Linked DNA regions of Gossypium hirsutum: region 2 is linked to region 1. Evidence: chromatin contacts called from public Hi-C data. All regions are on one chromosome and are shown on one strand. The core of a region is the stretch at or near the end of the contact, and the rest is flanking DNA. Distances in the headings are between cores, read along the strand shown.

Region 1 (4,342 bases), core at 726-3,225:
TCATCATGTAATATATGAACAAGAATTGAAGTAAAATAACACACCGGTATGCATAATATAGCAGCTGCAGCAGGTGGAAAAACAAGCCTCAGGCCGTCCATAGGGTGCTTGTGGTGGCAGCCATGAAGAAGATAGTGTATGGTGTTTCCCCTATATCAAAGTTCCCAATGAATTATTACATCTTTCTAGCATACTATGAAGGCTAATATGCGCAGAAAAGGCAATAAAATTTGCAATACAAAAGTAAAATATGCATTTGATGTTTTTCTACAAGAGTTGTGAACCAAGGAGAGAAGGAACTAACCAATAACTCTTAGTTTCAATGTGGAAAAGGAATCGGTGTAAAACATATTCCACAAATGTCCACAGAAAAATGCCAAAAGCAACCATTAAAGCGGTTTGGGGAAGTGTATGCCCCATACGTACGGACATTGAAATGCACCAGCAAACAACAGGCAGCCATATGGTTGGAATTGCCCACCAGGCAGTGCGAGTCAAGAACTGTTTCAAGTAAAACAAGCCAAAGATGCATTAGCACGCACTTACAACAAAGTGCATCAGTAATGCTTAATAAAATATTTCAAAATGTTTATAAATACCTCCCAAAAATCACTATCAAAGAACCTAGGACCTTCCTTGCTCACAATAGGCTGATGAACCCACTCCTGATAACTTTCTCCAAGGTGACCAACCTGTCGTAGATCATTAAACAGTCAAAATCAGTAGTTTTCAACTAGAAAAATATCAATCTCCCTCATGCCTAACATTGCTAAATAGTATTTAAACTGCAAAAAAGGAAGCAATGAAATCAATGAAAGAAACAGAACAAGAAGTGGTAAAGAAGTTTGTGTCTAATTAACACCACCAAGAAATCAAATCAAGGAAATAAACAAAAGAAATACAGGACTAATGAAGCAATAAAAAATTTCACAAACATATCTATATGTCGCTATTTTAATCACATAAGAAACTATATAAGTGAACTGAAAACCAGTTACACCATAGCTGTCACCACGCATGCTTGTTCCACAAGATAAACCAAAATCAAACATATGATCTTGGTACCTGGAAGACAAGGGGTTTATTCAAATCAACGGTAAATTTGTGTGCAACCATCTTCGCAACTGCATTAAAGAATAAATCTGTTTAGCAAAGGATTAATGAATTAGTAATTTTTGTTTGAAGAATAACAAAAAGAGTGAGGATGACACAAGATTCCACTTATGTCAGGCTACTCCATGGAATTTGTACCATTACTTAACCTCAAAATTCCAATTTTCAAACACATTTCGACACTCAACACTCGAGGATAAAAATCATGAATCAGATTCCCACAGGGACGAACCACAAATTAATTTTTTTAAAAAGTTGTTCAAATTATAAAATACTAAATAAAGATTCGGTTACATCATATCTCAGCCATCAATCAGAAATTTGCAGGAAAAGGGAAAAAGGAAAAAGAAACAGTGCTACTAAAAAAATTAGTAAATCAAGCACTTATATTCCTATTACCCCAAATTTCTAAGCACCCAACCAGCATAACAACACAATGTACTTAACTGAAACATCAACGAAAACCCAGAATTCAGAAGAAAAGAGAAAATAAATTACAGCAGATCTAGAGATTAAAGAAAAACACAAAAATAAAAAGCCAATAAGAAAATTAAAAAGAAAGAAAGAAAGGAAGCAGAACCAACCAAAGACAATGTGGGTTGAAGCTAAGCAAACGCACCAAAAAGCTAGCTTCTCAATGTGAAGAGAAGCTAAAATAGAAGAACAAGGTTTGTATACTTTAGTGAAGCAAAGAGAAGACTGAGAAAGAAAAGGGACAGGATTTTGGGGTATAAATTAAGTGTAGATAAATCGTGGGAGATGATATCAGCCGTTGATTTAAAAAAGAAATATTGTTGGGTATCGAAGAATAAAAAGGCCAGCGGATCTGTCTCACGTTGGATTCTAAATTTCTAACGGTTGCCAGTCTGGCATATTGAAGATCCAGCTTCGTATTTGCGGTGGGGTGGGGGTGGGGTGGGGGTGGGGGTGAGGGAACTATTTTGTATTTTGCTCACATGGTATGCAAGAATGTGAATGCCGAATTTTGCTGATGTGCTTAAAGGGTGTTGGTTGCTGACTGTGGGGTGAGCATTTGGTTAATTTAATCAATTTAACCGATCTTAACATAAAATAATCAAATTAATCAAGCTATTAATGGATCAAATATAAAGTGTTCAAATGTCTTTTGATTGAGTTTAATGTCATCAGACACAAATTTTTGTTTTTAATTATAGAAATAGAGTAAAGTCTGAATAACAAATACGATTAGAACGATTCGAATTCAGATTACACTTGAAGCGATGAACATCCTGACCATCAAACTATATAATTTGACAAATTAAATCACATCAACTCATATTATTAAAATATAAATGAGAATAAATGTAAATATAATAAATATACTTATGTCTTTTAAATTTTCATTTATTTAAAATAAATTACTACTAAATAAGTCAAGCTTTTAAATAATTTTTTTATTAATACATTTTTCTATGATAATAGTTAATTTTTTATATAATTTTTTAAATATTATACTTTCCTTTTTTTTTGTTAATAATAATATATTATACATTCCTTTAAAACACTATTTATGTTTTCAAGATAACTTCATACATTTTTTAATATAACTATCTTTTTAGAATTTTCTTTTACCATTTAATCCTTTTTTAAATTTATTAAATAATTACCGTAAAAATCATTTATTTAAACATTAATTACTTTATTTTAAATTAGTGTCATAGTTATGATAATAATCGGTTATAAGAGCAATTAATAAAAAAAGCCTAAAATTAACCGTATGTTTAGATTGAATAAAAATAAAGAGAAAAAGAAGAGGAAAGTAATACCTTTGTTTTGAATAATTTTTTTTATTTAAGGAGAGTTGAATATTGGTAAAAGTATTAGAGAAGTCTCTATGTTCTAGTGTCACGGACTTAGAATTTTTCCACGCGATCCGTGCAGCCTTAGGCAGTTTCTTTGCTTAAAAACGCCTAAGTCAACCTAACACGCAATGATAATGGATTCAACAGTAAAAACACCTAAGTCAGCCTAATCTCGCTCGATAAAGGATTCAACAGAATTCCCTCAAGGCACCTACGAAGAACAGCAGAAGAACGAAGTAAGAACGAACTTTGAAAGATGAACAAAAGCCACAGAAGAGAAAGAACACTTGAGACAAAAGTTTGAGTGAATACTCTCAAAATTCTTATTTACAACTGAATGCGTTGCAATGAGCAAAGAGATCTCTATTTATAGTTGAGCCTCAAAGTACATCAAGGGCTACAATTAAAAGCTGTATACAATTAGAACTCTAAGACACAATTAGAAGCTGTATACAATTAGAACTCTAAGATTACATAATCATATCTTATTGGATCACTTTCCATATTTACCGGGCTCTTGAGATGGGCTTTTAATCTCTCCAGGCACCGGGCCAGTTTGGTTGGGCCAAATGACCTCCTTCAAATACGATGGATCATACAAGTTTGTCATGGTTGCATGCTCCCATGCACAACCCATGACATTCTCCCCCACTTGATCTAGCGACGCCCTCGTTGCATCCTCCTTATGAAACTGATCAATCTTCCCTTGGAATTGCCACAATGCATCGGCAGGTTCCCAACTTGCTTCGCTATTAGGAAGTCTCTTCCATCGAACTAAGTACTCATGCCGTGGTCGGTGGTACTTTTGTCTAATTATCCGATCTGCCTCAATGTTTTCGACTTCACGATCATACGACACCTTTACCCCCATCGGTGCTCATTCGGACTTGCCTCGATTTGGATCTTCTTGATCCCCATGAAATGGCTTAAGCATGCTTACATGAAAGACCGGGTGGACTTTAAGTTTTGCTGGCAACTCAAGCTTGTAGGTTACCTTACCTACTCTCTTCACAACTTTGAATGACCCATCATACCTTCGCACAAGACCCTTGTGCAAGCCAGTATATCGCAAAATCAAGTGTAGTTTAGCGAAGACTGAGTCACCCACTTGAAATTGTATATCCCTTCGTTTTTTATCAGCCCACTTCTTGCTACGCTTACTTACCTTGTGTAAACAAGCTCTAGCCAAGTCATTCTTCTCTTGCCAATCTTTTGCGAATCGATAGGCTGCTAGATTTGGTCCTGTATAATGGGTCACAACAGTGTTGGGTGTAAGTGGTTGTTGACCCGTCACTATTTCAAATGGACTTTGATTCGTGGCCTCACTTCGCTGCAAGTTGTATGAAAATTGGGCCACATCCAATAACTTTGGCCAATCCCTTTATGTGGCACTTACGTAGTGGAGA
Region 2 (4,342 bases), core at 1,363-3,862, 360 kb before region 1:
ATAGCAATAAACTTTTTCCCAAAATAGTATTGCTTTGAGCGAAATGGATCCCCAATGTTCTTAACTTTCAATCGAATGACCTTTTGCGCTATTCTCGTACCACAAACTATCTTGAGTGTGGGCTTGAACAATTTCGAATCAAATACAAAACCAGAAATTTTTTTTTTTTACTTTCAGTTGGAAAGTAAATCTCTCTATTATAGAAACTAGTAGAGTTTTATTTCCAGAAAATAGAATTTATACTTAGAAATAAATTCTAACCATTTTCAGGCAGAATAACAATATTGAAAACTTCTGTATATTTTCTCTTGTATTTAGCACTACTAGTGCCATCTATTTATAAAGAGAGGTAGTGAAACCGTAGTTAAATTATTAGAATACAAATAATATTTTATTTAATAGAAAACAATCCCCTAGTTGAATTACGAGAGAGATTCGACCCTCATACTTGTCATGAGAGGATTTTGGGCCTCTCCTATATCAGGTCCAATTATTATTCACTTGTATTTTTTTCGAATAGATTGGTTTATGGATTTAATTACTTGTGATGTTCATAGTGTGGCATACATTAATCTTGAGTGGATGATAGACTATGTATGGATTTAATTACTTGTGATGTTCATAGTGTGACATACATTAATCTTGAGTGGATGATGGACTATGTATTCGTCACTCGTATACTTTGATGTAAGTAAAAGCTTGAGTTCAAATTGATAAGGAACCGAAAGCTGATACGTTGGGTATACAACTTCTGCAGTATGCAGCAAATTTACAATAGTAAAATTCATAACCCAATACATGGGTAAATGATATCCTCTCAATGGAATTACATGATAGATGAACATTAAACATGGGCACGAGTCATTCGTCTTTGTGATGAATGACTTAATTACTATTTGATAGTAGTTGACTTTTCATAATGGAAGATGTAATGGTTACCATGATATAAAATAGGATCATATTGGGAGAACGAATTTATCCCAAAGAGATTAAGAATATCTTATGAGGGTAACACACTTATGACAAGGTCACAAGCATTGATCGAGTAGCTTTTGTAATGGTATGTCATTAGGGAGAGCTCAGTCACAATACTATAGTTGGATGACTTCGTGATTAAATGAATTTATAATTGATAGGTGAAAAGCTGAAACTTAATTATAAATCATTTGAGCCATAAATACATATGTCCAATCGGTCCTTCCGCTAGCTCGTTGAAATCAAAAATAAATTACATGTTGAGTTAAATGAACAGAATTGGATAGAAATGATAAAGTTAGATATATGAGTTGCATTAAAAAATGAATGTGATCTCTCACTAAGTATGTAAATGATCTGAGAATTAAGCTAAGTTTGTTGAATTATTATTTGATTAAATAATTGAAGTTACAAAAAGGAAATTAAATTAAATGATTATAGTGAATCCGTTGAATGTAGAAATTAAATAGATTTTTTCATAGATTTTCTATGGTAAAGTTGTCATGATTTTAACAGAATCGAAATCGGGTTGAGAAAGTTATTTAATTGGAAAATTAATTAATTTAAATTAATTTATAATGTCTATTTTTAGAAATAGAAAAACATGTACTGGATTGGATTAAATTATAAAGTGCTGGGTTAAAAGGCCAAGAAGTACATATAATTGGACCCAATATAGGAGAGGTCTGAATCCCCATTGTAATACATATGAGGGGAGGCACACCCAATGAATGTAAACAAGTCTGTAGACTTCATAAATGAATTGGTTAGTAAGTATAAGGTAAGTAATGGAATAGGTCATGACAAGTTGATTAAATTAATACCTTTGTTATATTTGAAATTGAAAGGTGACTAGCAAAAGTACAGCTTTGATGATTTCATGAATTTTGAGTGAAAATGGTGAATTTAATGGAAAAGAACTAAACTGCATAAAGTGCAAACTTTATTTCTTCTCCCTTTCATGGGCATTGGGAGCTTTATGAAAGTATGCAAATTTTTTTTCATAATTCCTTTATAAATACCATATATATTAATTAAAATAATAAAATATCTTAATACAATTCTATTTAAAAAATAATAAAATAATAAAATGTCACCAATATCATAATTATAATCCAAGGGTCCATATCCCTTTCCTTAATCTCCAAGTAAATCCAATGACCATGATTCATTCATACACTCAAGGGCATTTTAGTAAAAATTTCAAAACTATCTTGCAAAATGACTATTTTGCTCTTGACACTTTTTAATATTTACAATTTCATCATGCACACCTTTGGCAAAATTACAACTTTAGTCCTTGAACTTTTCCACTTTGAACCCTTAACTTTTAAGTATTTACAATTTTGCTTCATTACTTTTCACTTCTTTACAATTTAGTCATTACTTCAAATCATTATCTCACAACATATTAATTGTTTTAACTTCCTTCAATATCCAATACTCTTTTCTACTAACACTGATAATTCACATTTTGTTTACTCTAAGAAATCTCAACACATACACTCTCAAGTTTACACTTCTTTCAACCAAAGGGACTTTAAGGATGTTACAAAAGGGGTTTAACAAACCTTAGCACAAATCATGATTCCATGAATGATTGTACTCGCTGATGTCATCATTGGATCTGCCGTAAATGACACCAACGGAGTTGCTCTTAGGAAAACGAGAACTGCCCAAAAACAAGGCCAAGTGGCTTCAACCAGGGAAGGAAAAAGAAACAATTAGAAGGAAGGATGGAGATAGAATGTCGACGATAGGCGGCCTACCTCCAAGGATGGTCAAAACAAAAAAAGATGGAGAGATTTGCTAGGTTTTGATAAATGAGAGAGTTTGAAAGATCCTAAAGTGCAGAAATTAACAATATATTTATTTTATTTATTCTTTTAATGATTTTAACCTTCAAAATAAAAAGGAAAAATTTTAGCAAGTCCCTAAAGTTTGGACTCTTTAGTTTGTTCTCTATGGCCCACATGCCACATGTCCTCTTATGTTAGAAATTAACACCGTTAGACCAGAGTACCACAATAATGGATGGTAGAAAAGTACAAGTATCAAATTGAACAAATTAAAAGCGCATGTACCAGATTGACAATTTTACTAAAGTATAGGGGTAAATCTTGTCATCACCCAAAAAATAATAAAAATTGTCCAATTTTGATAAAAAAAATTGTAAAAGGTAGATAAATTAAAATCACACAAATATATAAATCTGAAGAAATTTTTTAGAATTTAACCATCATCATTTATATTCTACCTAGGTAATTCAACATTTTATATTCTACTTAAATACTTAAAGACTTAACGGTGTAAAAAGCATTTAATTAAAAAAAAACAATTAATCCCCTCTTTTTTTTTGGACTCAATTGAATACTTGAACTTTCAAAATGCATAAAAAAGGACTTCAAACTTATTCAAAAAAAGCAATTAAACCCTTGCCTTTTTTGTCACTCAATTGGGTACTTGAACTTTCAAAATACATCAAAAAGTCCCTCAAAATTTTTCAAAAAAGCAATTAAGCCCCTGCTCTTATTAAAAATTAGAAAAAATAAAAAATAAAAAATAAAATTTTTTAGAAAAATTATTAAATTATAATAAAAATTTAAAATTTAAAAATTATTAAAAATTATATTTTTTTATAAAAATTGTAAAAAAAAAACGTAACATTTTATAAAAAATCATAAAAAAATTAACGACCCCTAGTTTTTTCAATTAAAGTCATCACATGTCGCAACACAACGTGACATGCGGTGGAAAATAATAAAAAATAAAAATCAATAAACGTTATAGAAAAATTATAAAATATTTTTTTTGTATGATAATTTTTAGAAATTTTTTTTACAAAATTTATATTTATTTAAATTTTGTATAATTTTAATACGAATTTATAAACTTTTATAATTTTTTACAATTTTTATATATTTTTTATAATTTTTAATATTTTAATTTTTTATTAAAATTTAAAAATATTTACAGGTTTTAATTTTTTATAATTTTATTTTCTAATTTTTAATAAAAGGAGGGGATTAATTTTTTTTTTTAAGTTTGAGAGTCTTTTTGATGCATTTTGAAAGTTCAAGTACCTAAGTGAGTGTAAAAATAATTTTGAAAAGATTTGAGGGTCTTTTTAATATATTTTGAAAGTTTAAGGGCCCAAATAAGTGTAAAAGAAAAAGCAAAAATTTAATTTTTTTTTTGAAAAAGTTTGAGAATTTTTTTAAGCCATAATTAAACATTTGTAATACACTGTAACCGTAAATTTGAATGGGCTTAATCGATCCAGTTTGAAGGGCTCGCTCGGGTGACCGGCCCATGTATGTACACAAAGCCGAATAAAAAAAGAGTTTAAAAATACAAAAAATCCTTT

What was found. A called contact is a pair of places that touch in the nucleus more often than the background predicts.
Region 2: a Hi-C map of leaf shows a contact between it and region 1, with 1.6 times the contacts expected there. The contact joins the promoter of LOC107908063 here to the promoter of LOC107910608 in region 1. A contact is called at or near these places in 2 of 34 Hi-C or Micro-C datasets (both in leaf).

Annotation. Positions count from the first base shown.
Region 1 is chrD02:28,362,096-28,366,437 of Gossypium_hirsutum_v2.1, reverse strand. LOC107910608 (dihydroceramide fatty acyl 2-hydroxylase FAH1) reads right to left here and starts at 1,975. Exons shown (of 8, transcript XR_005910625.1): 1 at 1,698-1,975; 2 at 1,066-1,124; 3 at 600-692; 4 at 305-501; 5 at 45-150.
Region 2 is chrD02:28,720,647-28,724,988 of Gossypium_hirsutum_v2.1, reverse strand. It overlaps LOC107908063 (protein YIP4a), which reads left to right and starts at 2,612. Exons shown (of 5, transcript XM_016835337.2): 1 at 2,612-2,755; 2 at 4,340-4,342. The coding sequence starts at 2,612.